Regions from separate parts of the Rattus norvegicus genome. Here region 1 is linked to region 2. The links are chromatin contacts, called in public Hi-C maps. All regions are on one chromosome and are shown on one strand. Each heading gives the region's core, a stretch centred on a gene start, on an enhancer-like site or on the middle of the called end of the contact. The rest is flanking DNA. Distances are from core to core; before and after follow the strand shown. Region 1 holds the start of Tbc1d2b (TBC1 domain family, member 2B). Region 2 holds the start of Morf4l1 (mortality factor 4 like 1).

Region 1 (5,980 bases), core at 730-3,229, 150 kb before region 2:
ACGGAGGTCTTTAGCCTAACATGCATGTAGACCAGTAGGACCGATAGATTCCCCTCTCAGAATCTGCTTACCAGGGAAGAAGCAACACTAAGGGCCCCATCCAAATGCAGTCATAATAACAATGGCAGTAAATAAAGGACTACAGCAAAGGGAGGTTAAATAGCCTGACCTAAGATCCAACTGGGCAGTCTACTTTGGTGACCTTGTCTTTTTCCAGTGTGTGTGTGTGTGTGTGTGTGTGTGTGTGTGTGTGTGTGTGGCGGGCACCTGTGCATTTAAAATATGCAAGAGGGGTGCAAAGGGCTGGAGAGATAGATGGCTTTGCAGTTAGAAGCACTAGTCCCTCTTGAAATGGCTTTGGGTTTGGTTTTCAGCACCCACGTTAACACGCGACTATCTGTAACTCCCGATCTATGGGATCAGGCACTTCTTCTAGTGGTGTTTTTGATATGTCCTCACAAACATAACTAGAATGTCTATCTCTCTATGGGAAAGGTGAGCTTCATACTCATTGTGCCTTCAGCCTGGACTGCTGTCCCCCTCATCAGTCTCTAGTTACCTCCCCCCTCCCATCGTGTAGGGATCCATCTTCCTTGGCAAACTCCATCCTCATACTTTGTTCTGTTTGTTTTTTTAAAGCACTGAAAAACATCTTGTGAGGTTGTTGTTCTGGGGATTCCAATAAATTAATACAGGAAATACCGGGAAGCTGGGTGGGGCTAGCACATTCCTGTAATCCTAGCACTTTGGAGGTGGAGACAGGAAGATAGCCAAGGCTCATTACCAGCCGAGGCTACACAGAAATCGTCTCAATCCTACACTCCCAACACCCTCAGGTAATCACTGGTAAGTGATATCTTAGTTAGGGCTCTATTGCTGTGATACAGAACCATGACCAAAAGCATTTTAGGAAGAAAAGGTTTTGTTGTTGTTGGGATTTGTTTGTTTGTTTGTTTTTTCACTTCACAAATTATAGTACATCTCTGAGGGAAGTCAGGGCAGAAACTCGAGTCAGGAACCTGGAAGCAGGAACCATGGAGAACGAGCTCCTCACTGTTTGTCTTTCATGACTTTCCCTTCAGTTGCCCAAGCCTGTTTTCTTTCTTCATCCAGCACCAACTGCCCAGGGGTGGCACCGCCCACAGTGGGCCTGACCCTCCCACACCAATCATCAATCAAGAAAATGTCCAGTAGACTTGCCTACAGGCCAATCCTATGGAGGCATTTTTTTCCAATTAAAATTCCTTCTTTCCAAAGGACTGTAGCTTGGGTCAAGATGACAAAATACTATCAGTACAGTGGTAATATTTTAAGCAGCAAATCCTTCTTTGCCGGTAATAAGAGCATCTGTGCAGCAAACAACTGTTTTGTTTCTTTGCCTTTTAAAATGTGTGCATTATTGTTCCTCTTTATTCGAGTATATTCTCCATGAGGCCAGAAAGTCACTGCCAAGTATCCAGTGATTGAATCCTACACAGAACGCCTTCCATAAATATTTGTTTTCATTCAATGAACAAACCAGGATGCAGAGAGGCAGTAAATACTTTGGCTTCCATCCACAAACTCAACAAATATTTACCGAACACCCACCCGTTCTGTACCAGGCAACTGGCGCTCTCATTTTCGTAGTATCAGCCTATGACCGGCTGGACATAGATTTTTAAAATCAAAGCTTATTCGGAGTTCAGGGCAGTGTTAAGTAGACTTTCCATAGTTTTTGAGAAACCCTTTCGTGGAATCCACGCTCACATAAAGAAACAGAACGTAGCTTCCCGGGCTAGGGCGGAGCTTGAACGCCCCCCATACCCCCCATCCCACTCCACCCCCCCAAAAAAAATTAGTAGAGGCCAGTTGGAGCAAGCCTGGATCATTAAAAAATCCAGGCTTCCCACGCTGTGGGGGCGCGGCGGGGGCGGGACTACAAGTCCCAGGCTGCTCAGCGCGATACGGCCCTGCGGAGGGCGCGGCGCGGGGAGGTGGGCGCTGCGGCGGCGGCCCGGAGGCGCGGGGCGCGAACGCGGGCGCGGGCGCCGGCGGCGGGCCATGCCAGGGGCCGGGGCTGGCGCGGAGGAGAGCTGCAGTGGTGGAGAGGGAGTGGTGCCGGGAACAGGCTCGGAGGCTGGAGCGGTGGCGGGACGGGAGCCCTCGCGGCTGTGCGGCTACTTGCAGAAGCTCTCGGGTAAGGGCCCGCTGCGCGGCTACCGCAGCCGCTGGTTCGTGTTTGACTCGCGCCGCTGCTACCTCTACTACTTCAAGAGCCCGCAGGACGCTCTACCGCTCGGCCACCTAGACATCGCCGACGCCTGCTTCAGCTACCAGGGCCGCGATGAGGCTGCGGAGCCAGGAGCCGATCCGCCCACGCACTTCCAGGTGCACAGCGCCGGTGTGGTCACGGTGCTCAAGGTAGGGCGATCGCGCCCCGGTGCCCACTTGTATCCCGCCTGCAGATTTTCCCCCTCTACCTTCCTTCCTTGCCCCAAAGGCCTCCTCTTATCCTGCCCAAGCCTCTCTTCGCCACTGCCAACTCTGATTCCTTCCTCATTCTTATCTTTTGCCCTTTACCTGTGCTTGGACTATGAGGCTCAGGCAGGTTTGGGAGTTACTAGGCTAATCTTTGACACTTTGACCCATTGCCTCCCAGTGCACCTTTCCTTGGATCGCTCTCGCGTCCATGCTCACCATCTCTTAGATGCTCTGCGAGTCCCTCCCACAGTAGCAGGCTTCCACCCTCCATCCCTGACTTTTTAACTCCTTCTGTGACCTTGGATATGCCCTTTGACTGACCCCTCTGTGCTTCAGCTACCCGCACTGTGAAGTGGGAACAACAATAATATAAGGGTGTTGGGATTAAGTGGTTAACACTCTAAAGTGTTCAGTAAATGTGGCCCGTTTAGTGCTATACCCAGAGGCAAGTGATAGCAGGGCCCCTGGAAACAATTTACCACGGCTCCCCTCTAGAGAGGTCAGGGATGCTCCAGCAGTACCCATTCTGGCTGTTTTCTTGCTTCTTGGGAAAGATGGGAGGGGTTGCTTCAGCTTATGGGAGGCTTCCTTAGGTTTCCCCAGAGAGACTGAGTCTTAGAGACTTGGCAGTTGTCACCAGCCCTGAGACAGCATTTCCCGGTTGCTGGGAGTTCTAAAGGCCTGGACCTTGACATCTCCTAGGAATTATTGTGTTTGGAGCACCCAAGGGTCTGGGCCCTGGCCTAGAGCTGGGCTGCCTCTCACTCTAGGCCTTGCTCCCTGCTTGGTTCCCTGAGTCTCCACCCTCTCTTTTTCTGGCTTCTCTTCCGTATTGCAAGCTGGGCTTTCTCCAGGGCTGGGCTTGAAGTATCAGCCCTCTCAGAGCTAGCCAAGTAGAGAGCAGCGTGGCCTTGTGAGCATGCAACTGTTCCTGAGATCTGCACAATGTGCAGCAGCTGGGGCCATTCCCTCAAGCCATTTCTTGGAGCTTTGTCTTACTCAGCAGAGTCTGAATGGGGTCGGGGAGGGGGAGACGGGGAGACATGGTGGTTTGGGCCCCTCTCTCCGCCTGCTCTCTGAGCAGATGCATAAAATGTTTCTTTAAAGGAAGCTAAGCAGGCCTGCAGTTCAACTTGAGGTAACTCAGTGTCTGTGTAAACTTGGGACTGGCTCCCAGAGTGTCCACAGGGAGTTTTGTCAGAAGCAGATGCTTGTCCTCTGTGTACATGTGAACAGTGGTGAATTTCCGGTGGAATTGCTTGTTAAAAAAGAAAACTGAGCTTCCTGTTTCAGATTTTCTCAGATAACTTTAGAACTCTCTCCCTACCAGTTCTTTCATTTTTAAAACATCTAAACAATGGCAGTATCTGCCTAAGAGGAGTTACAGTGTTTAATGAGTGTGGCTTTGGACTTGGATGGATTTGAACTTGCAGCCTGAGTCATGGATCATGTGTATTGGACACATTTTATCACTTCTCTGTCTAGTTCCTGCTTTGGTCTAATGTGAACTTTACCTTCCTCCTTGAATGGCAGTGAGAATAGAAAACATTCTTGGATGGCTGCCAGGGCTCTAGAAAACATTATGGAAAATGGCTGGTACATTGTAAGCACTACCTGGCAGACATTTAAAACATCAGGCACTGTCTTTGGCCAAATATATTGTATAGTCTGTTGAATTAAATATGAATTGGGTACTACTACAACAGTCATTGCAGTCCTATAGCGGAATGGTATGGGTAGTAAACAGGAAACTGAACTGCATGTGTCAATCTGTATGCTTGTCACAAATGTAAAACTGAGCAAGAAATTAGTTTCAGGATGATACCGTTTAGGTGAGGACTAAGAAGTTTGTCTGGAGTGACATCCATACACCTGGATCTGTGCTGTGCCCTGCAGGCAGTTGGGAAGCTATGTCACAGTGACAAGCTCTGGTTTCAGGGTGGTAGATATCTCTGATAGGATAGGATTATGGAAGGGGATGGATACCCTTGGGCTTCTAACTCTGGTTCTGCAAGGCTTCTCACCTTAGGCCGGGTCATAGCTGTACCAGGGTTGGTTGTGCTTTTCAACGCATCCTTTTGTAGCTCTGGCCAGCCTTAAACTGGCAGCTTAAGTACCTCTGTCCCCTGAGAGCTCAGATTAAGGGTGTGTGCCACCACCACCGGTTTAGATTTAAACTTTTTTTTATTTTATATATATGAGTGTATGTATTTGTCCTGGTTCCTGCAGGGGCCAGAGAGGATACCTGAAACCTGGAGTTACTTGCAGTTGTGAGCTGTGGAGTGGGTGGGAACTGAACCTGGGTCCTTTGTAAAGGCAAGTGTTCTTTAGGTATTAGCCATCTCTCTGGCCCCTGATACTGTTTTGTTTTGCCTTTTTAAGAGGGGAAGGGAGACACGGTCACATGGTTACTGACTTACCTGATTTTCATTCAGAATTTCACAGGCTTCATGAATATTCATGCAGAACTTTTTTAAAAAACTTATTTTTATTTTATACCTACATTTATGGAAGTGTGTCATGTGTGCTGTTCCCGTGTAAACCAGAAGACTTAATCAGATCTCCTGGAAGCAGAGTTACAGACGTTTGGGAAGAAGCACCAGGTGGTTACTGGGAACTGAACCCTGGTCCTCTGGAAGAGCAGCCAGTGCTCTTAACCACTGAACCATCTCTCCGGCCCTCATGCAAGACAGTTTCATATGTAAAATTGGAGTGTTGGCCTGACAGAAATGGTAGAAATGGAAAAAGCCAGGGCTTTCTAAACGAGAAGGGTAGCTGAGATGTAGAAGTCAGAGTCAGGGTGGCTTTAAGAGACTGGAAAGAAGTGCTTAAAAGGACCTAAATTTGATTCCCAGCACCCTAGTAAAAGCTGGGCATGGTATTACCATACCTATAATCCTGCTGGAGAGAAACAGTTGGATCCCTGGAGCTCCCTGGCTGACCAATCCAGTCACTGGTGAGATCCAGGCACAGTGAGAGAGACCTTATCTCAAAACGGAAGGTGGAGAGTGGCTGAGGAAGACACCTAACATTGATCATACACACACACACACACACACACACACACACACACACACACACACACACACACACACATCACACAGAGAACTTCAGGGCACAGTAGTTCCTTTTGAGCTGCTGGAGTAAAAATGTTTCATTGGAAAAGCCGGAAAAGACCAGTCATCCTCCTTCTCATGTGATCTGAATCCCATGAGTGTGGAGATTTAACACAAAGGCCAGGGGAGACCAAAGAGGTTTGGTTTCCAAAGAGGTCTTCTGGTGAGGACTTAACCCCTGCCCCAATTCAAGTCTGCCGATAACTGCACACGCCATTTCTTCTGCAAAGGATGAGTAAAAAGAGAAGAAAATCGGTGATTTGCTTATTTTATCATCATGTGTTTCTTATTTTAAGCATCTTGCAGCCTTCTCAGGAAAAGCTGTGGCTTTGTTGGGCTTTTTCAAAATGCCTGACCGCTTAAGTCTTAATGAAAACTGAGACTGGAATTTCTTGGTAAAC
Region 2 (5,530 bases), core at 2,780-5,279:
AAAAAAAGAATTTTCAATATTCATTCTATTGTAACTATGTGAATGTGTGTGTGCCTGTGTGTGCCCACACATGTGAAGGCAGATGCCCTCAGAAGCTAGCGGCATCAGATTCTCCTGGAGTTGTGGTTACAAGTGGTTAAGAGCTGTCTAACAACAGCTGGGAACAGAACCTGGAGCCTTTGTAACTACTTAACTACTGAGTTCTTAACTTCTGAGTCATCTCTCTAGCCCCAAGCACAGTAATTTCAAAGTAATGATGAATGTAAATTATATTTCTAAGATATATATATATGTATATATATATATATGAACTATATATGTAAGAACTATTACGTGATAAGAAAGCAGATTTGCGGGGCTGGGGATTTAGCTCAGTGGTAGAGCGCTTACATAGGAAGCGCAAGACCCTGGGTTCGGTCTCCAGCTCCGAAAAAAAGAACCAAAAAAGAAAAAAGAAAGCAGATTTGCTTTTCTTTCTCTTGCCCCTTTCTCCTTCTTCTCCTTCTTCTTCTTCAGATTTATTTTACATGAGCATACTGTAACTGTCTCAGACACCAGAGAGGGCATCAGATCTCAGACACCAGAGAGGGCATCAGATCTCATGACAGATGGTTGTGAGCCACCATGTGGTTGCTGGGAATTGAACTCAGGACCTCTGGAAGAGCAGTCAGTGCTCTTAACCGCTGAGCCATCTCTCCAGTCCCTCCTCCCCCCTCCTCTCCTCTCCCCCCTCCTCTCCCCCCTCCCTTCTTCCCCCTCCCCTTCCTCCTCCTCCTCTTCCTCCTCCTCTTCTTCCTCTCTCTTCCCTTGGTGATTTCCCTGGTTCGGTCCTTGGAGGTCAATAAACCTGCGTCTAATATAATCTTTTTTTAAAAAGTCCAAAACCAAAACCAAAACAAAGGAAAACAGCTTCATTTCAAAGTCCTAGGTGTTGCCAGTTTAGCATGGCCTGCCTGCTATCTTCATTTATTTTCATGTTTTAAAGTAATAGCATTTAGTTTATTAGTAGTTTATTACATTTACTTGTTCTATAGTTGTGGATGGACACTTGTGCCAGTGTGTGTGCGTGTGTGTGTGTGTGTGTGTGTGTGTGTGTGTGTGTGTGTGAACTCTTTCCTTCTACCATGTGGTACCTGAGACTAGAACTCAGGTCCTTAGCCTTGCAGGCAAGACTTTACGCTCTGGACCATCTCACCGGTCCTATCTTTGTTTGTTTGTTTATAATTTTGTGTCTGAGTGTTTTGCCCTCATGTGTGTTTGTGTACCAAGTGTGTTCCTGGTACCATGGAGACCAGAAGACATTAGATCCTCTGATACTGAAGCTAAAGGCAGTTGTGAGCTGCCTTGTGGGTTCTGGGGATTGAACCCAGGTCCTCTACCAGAGCAAGTAGCTCTTTTAACTGCTGGCTCATCTCTCCAGCCCTATTATCTTCATTATAAAGAAAGGAAACACTACATGTTAGCTTGAGCATGGGGGAAAACGATTGAGCTCATGGGTTTCTAGATTAAGCACTTCTGATCTAATTTTAAAATGGTAGAAAGCAATTGCACTCATGAGCTTCTAGATTAAACTCTTCTGATCTAATTTTAAAATGGTACAACAAATAAAGACTGTTGTCTTGCAGTCCTGGAGACTTGCGTTCCAGTGCAGGATTCACAGAAGGTGAGAGGAGAGAACTAACTCCACATAGCTGCCCTCTGACTCACACATGGGCTAGGGCACTTGTGCCAGGACACACATCATGGGCACAGAATATTTTTAAAAAGAGGGAGGGGCATGCACAGCTGGAACTGGAGTTAACGTGAGCTGCCATGTGAGTGACCGGAATTGAATCCAGGACCTCAACCAGTGCTCTTAATTGATTAGCCATCTCTTCAGTCCTCATAATAAAATCTTTTAAAATGACCATTAACATATTTTTGCTGAGCTGACTGGTTCAGTGGGTAAAGAAACCAGCTGCTAAGGTTAATGACCTGAGTTCTATACCCAGAGCACAGACAGGAGGAGAGAACTGACTTTCGCAAGTTGTCTTCTGACCTCCAACAGGGACACCACACATAGGAAATAAATTTAAAAATTACTGGGGGCTGGAGAGATGGCTCAGGGGTTAAGAGCACTGGCTGCTCTTCCAGACATCCTGAGTTCAATTCCCAGCAACCACATGGTGGCTCACAACTGTCTGTAATGGAATCTGGTACCCGTTCTGATGGGTCTGAAGACAGTGACAGTGTGCTCATATACATTAAGTAAATAAATCTTTAAAAAAATTACTATTAAGGTGTAGTGTAGGTATGATAAAATTCATTACTCATATATGTACATTTGGACATGCTAAAAATACACATAATCATAAAATATTAAAAAACAAAAACAAGCTTCCTTAGTGCCTTTCTTTCTTTTTAGGGTTCACAAGACCTTATTGGTTCAACAATGAACAGCAAAGGAAACATTAGCTATCACTCTGGGGCGTCATGTAGATGTGAAAACCACTCTTGGAAAAGCTCCTCTTTCATAATTATCTCCCTCTACCCACCCTGAATATCCAGTTAAATGTTGTTCTGATTTCGAATCAATGTTGAAAATGTTCGCTTTTATACCTTGCTTCTTCTGCACATCCTTCTGTTGATTTAAAATTAGAGTGGAAATAACATGTGTGGTAAGGATGTGAAAAAACAGGCATTCTCAATTTGCTGGTTGAAATGTAACCAGAGGAAGCTTTTCACAAAGTAGTTTAAAATATACCAGAAGCCAGGTTTGGTGGTACATACCTCTAATCCCAGCACTTGGGAGGCAGAGGCAGGTAAATGTTTTGAGTTTTGAGCCTGGTCTACACAGCTAGTTCCAGGACAGCTAGGGCTACACAGAGAAACTCGGTCTTGGAAAAAATAATGAAAAATTAGTCTCAGGAGATAGAGTCTGTGAGTTCATGGTCAGCCCAGTCTACATGGCCAGGTCCAGGCAAGCCAGGGAGATATATAGATAGATATATAGATATGGATATAGAGATAGATATAGATAGATGTAGATGTAGATACAGATATATAGATATAGTAAGACTCTGTCTAAAAGAGAAAAGGCTTGGGCAGAAAGGTTTGCCTAGGATAGTTAGGTAGCTGTAAACTGTGGAGGGACTTCAAGTATCAGGACAACTATTTTCAGACTTATCTCCTAGTTAACAGCTCTAAGCCTCTGCGTGCACTTTATGTAATTCTGTGGGTATAGGGGTACGCTATTTTTACAGCAGAGTACACTAAGGAGTTTTTGAACATAGGAACGGTGTGAAAAAAAGGTTTTTTGTTTTTATTTGTTTTGCTTTTTCAGATTGAGTATGCATCTAATACTACCTCAAAGAAATAAGATTGCAGAGAGGTTAAATACGGAACCTTGACTTTGGCAGCAATCCGGGTTTGCCTCCTTCAGTGAGACCGAGTACTTCAGAAATCAGAAGCTGCAATCTACAAATGGTCCTGAGAACCGACCCCCCTACCCATCCCAACTCCCCCAATCAGGGCTTGGCTTTCCAAACGCTGAAGCTTCTTCTTGAGCAGACCACCTTCCCACTCGCCTCTAGCTTCCTTTCTGGATTTCAAAGCTCTCCTAGGCCAAGTCCTGGTGATGCCTTGGAACTCAGGCTGCAGAGACAGTCCTGTCCTCAGGCCACTTCAACACCCCACCACATCTCTGGGGCCTCATTTCATAACTAAGCATCTGCCCCATGAGCCTTTTCTATCCGTTCACCGCTAGCTAGTGATTTACTTATTTCTTTCTCCTTGTCACCAACAGAAAATCAAATCTGGGTTGTAACAAGCCTCTGAGGTCTGGATACTCAGGGGACTGGGGTTGGGGGATTGCGGGCGCGGGGCGGGGGGGGGGTATCTCCCGCTCCCCTCCCCCATTGCTCGCGTCAGTGGAGGCTGAACTACCAATCCCGGCGTGCCTCGGGGGCGGCACGGGCGCAGGCTTGTGTGCGCGGCGGGTAGCCGTTGGCTGAGGAGGCGGCTGCGCCGGTCGCTGTGCTGTGAGGTCAGACGGCGCTGGCAAATCGCGCCCAGGATGTAGAGCTGGCTGTTCCCGACGGCGCGTCTGACGCTAAATTGGGTGGGGTAGAGAGTAGGGGGCGGTAGTCGGGGGTGGTGGGAGAAGGAGGAGGCGGCGAATCACTTATAAATGGCGCCCAAGCAGGACCCGAAGCCTAAATTCCAGGAGGGTGAGTGTGCAGCTTTGGGAAAAGGGACCTAACGGTGCAGGGGAGGGAGGCTGACTTGGAGCTGTTGAGGTTTGGGGGTCGGGGTCGGCGTGGCTCGAGGCCTGGGGAAACTGCGGGCCTGGCTTTGTAGGGGGGGGGGAGGCGCATTGCGGTGGGTAACTTCAGTGCGTCATTTGGCGACAGTGCTTCGTGGCGCGAAAGCGAGCCTCCGGCACAGGCAAAGCCGAAGGATCCCCGTGCGTATGGCAAAGCCTCGTCGCTTGTTTGTTTTTCTGCGAGCAGAGAAAGTCTATTGTAGGGAGGTGCCCGGAGGGCGAGCGATGGCGACGGTTAGGAAGTGATGTGGCGTGGGGGAGGGGAGCAGCGACAGCCCATCCCCGCGCTTAACTCTCGGCCATCGGCCGCGCGGGTGACTGTGGGCTGAAGGTTCGAGGCTGTTGGACACTGGGGCTATCTCAGCGTTCTGTGGAGTTCTACTGTAGGAGGACACGGGGGGTGGGCTGTGCGCCCCGCGGCGGGAGAACTGCGTTATAAAATGGCCGCGGCAACATGGCCGCGCCATCATGGCTGCCGGCGTCTCGCAGCTACGCGCAGCTTCGGGCCAGATGGAGCGCCCCCTGGCATGGAGATCACGCTCATTGCCTCCTCTTGCCTCTTGAGTGATGGGTGGGGACAGAAAAAAAAATAATAAACTTGAGCCGCCCGAGCGAGTTCCTAGGCTCGCTGTTGCCTGAGGGCATCGTTTTGCTGGTTTTGGAGTGCTCTCCGAAGCCGTTGTTCGTGAAAACAATTTTCAGTTCCTCCTTAGGGCGTTTCCGTTTAGAGGTCCTTGGCCACGTTGTCATTTTTAAATACAGTAGTTGCTTGACTGGTTGTAATAGTACTCGATTAATGGCGATTTGAAAGCTAACGCTTATTGACTTTGATTAGAACAGTGTTGCTGAACTACGGTACTAACAGTGGAAAGCAGTTACTCAGTTCTCACAACTCATTCTGTCCAGGTGGTTTATTTGGCATACTAAAGGGAATAAAACTATAAGCATAAAGAGGAACACTTTAAACTTTTTACTGCTAGCAATGTCTGTATGTGCTTGTTATACATGCTGGGTCCAGCTTGCATAACAAGTTTCAAGTGCCACCAAATAGAAACGTTTTAACTAATCGATGTACATAAGAGAGTATTGCAGGGGTATTTTAGTGCGGCCTCTTAATATTTTTCTCCCACTTTGAGACCATTCATTGTTTTTCTAGGTGTTTTGGAGAAAGCTTTTTGTTTTTTGTTTTTTTGAGACAAGTCTTGGTATGTAGCCCCAGCTACTGTA

What was found. Hi-C and Micro-C count contacts between places; a contact is called where the count stands out from the background.
Region 1: a Hi-C map of liver shows a contact between it and region 2, with 1.8 times the contacts expected there. The contact joins the promoter of Tbc1d2b here to the promoter of Morf4l1 in region 2. A contact is called at or near these places in 2 of 12 Hi-C or Micro-C datasets (liver and psoas muscle).

What each region holds. Positions count from the first base shown.
Region 1 is chr8:99,690,636-99,696,615 of GRCr8, reverse strand. Tbc1d2b (TBC1 domain family, member 2B) reads left to right here and starts at 1,979. Exons shown (of 13, transcript NM_001413794.1): 1 at 1,979-2,403. The coding sequence starts at 2,044.
Region 2 is chr8:99,542,830-99,548,359 of GRCr8, reverse strand. Morf4l1 (mortality factor 4 like 1) reads left to right here and starts at 4,029. Exons shown (of 12, transcript NM_001011999.2): 1 at 4,029-4,208. The coding sequence starts at 4,169.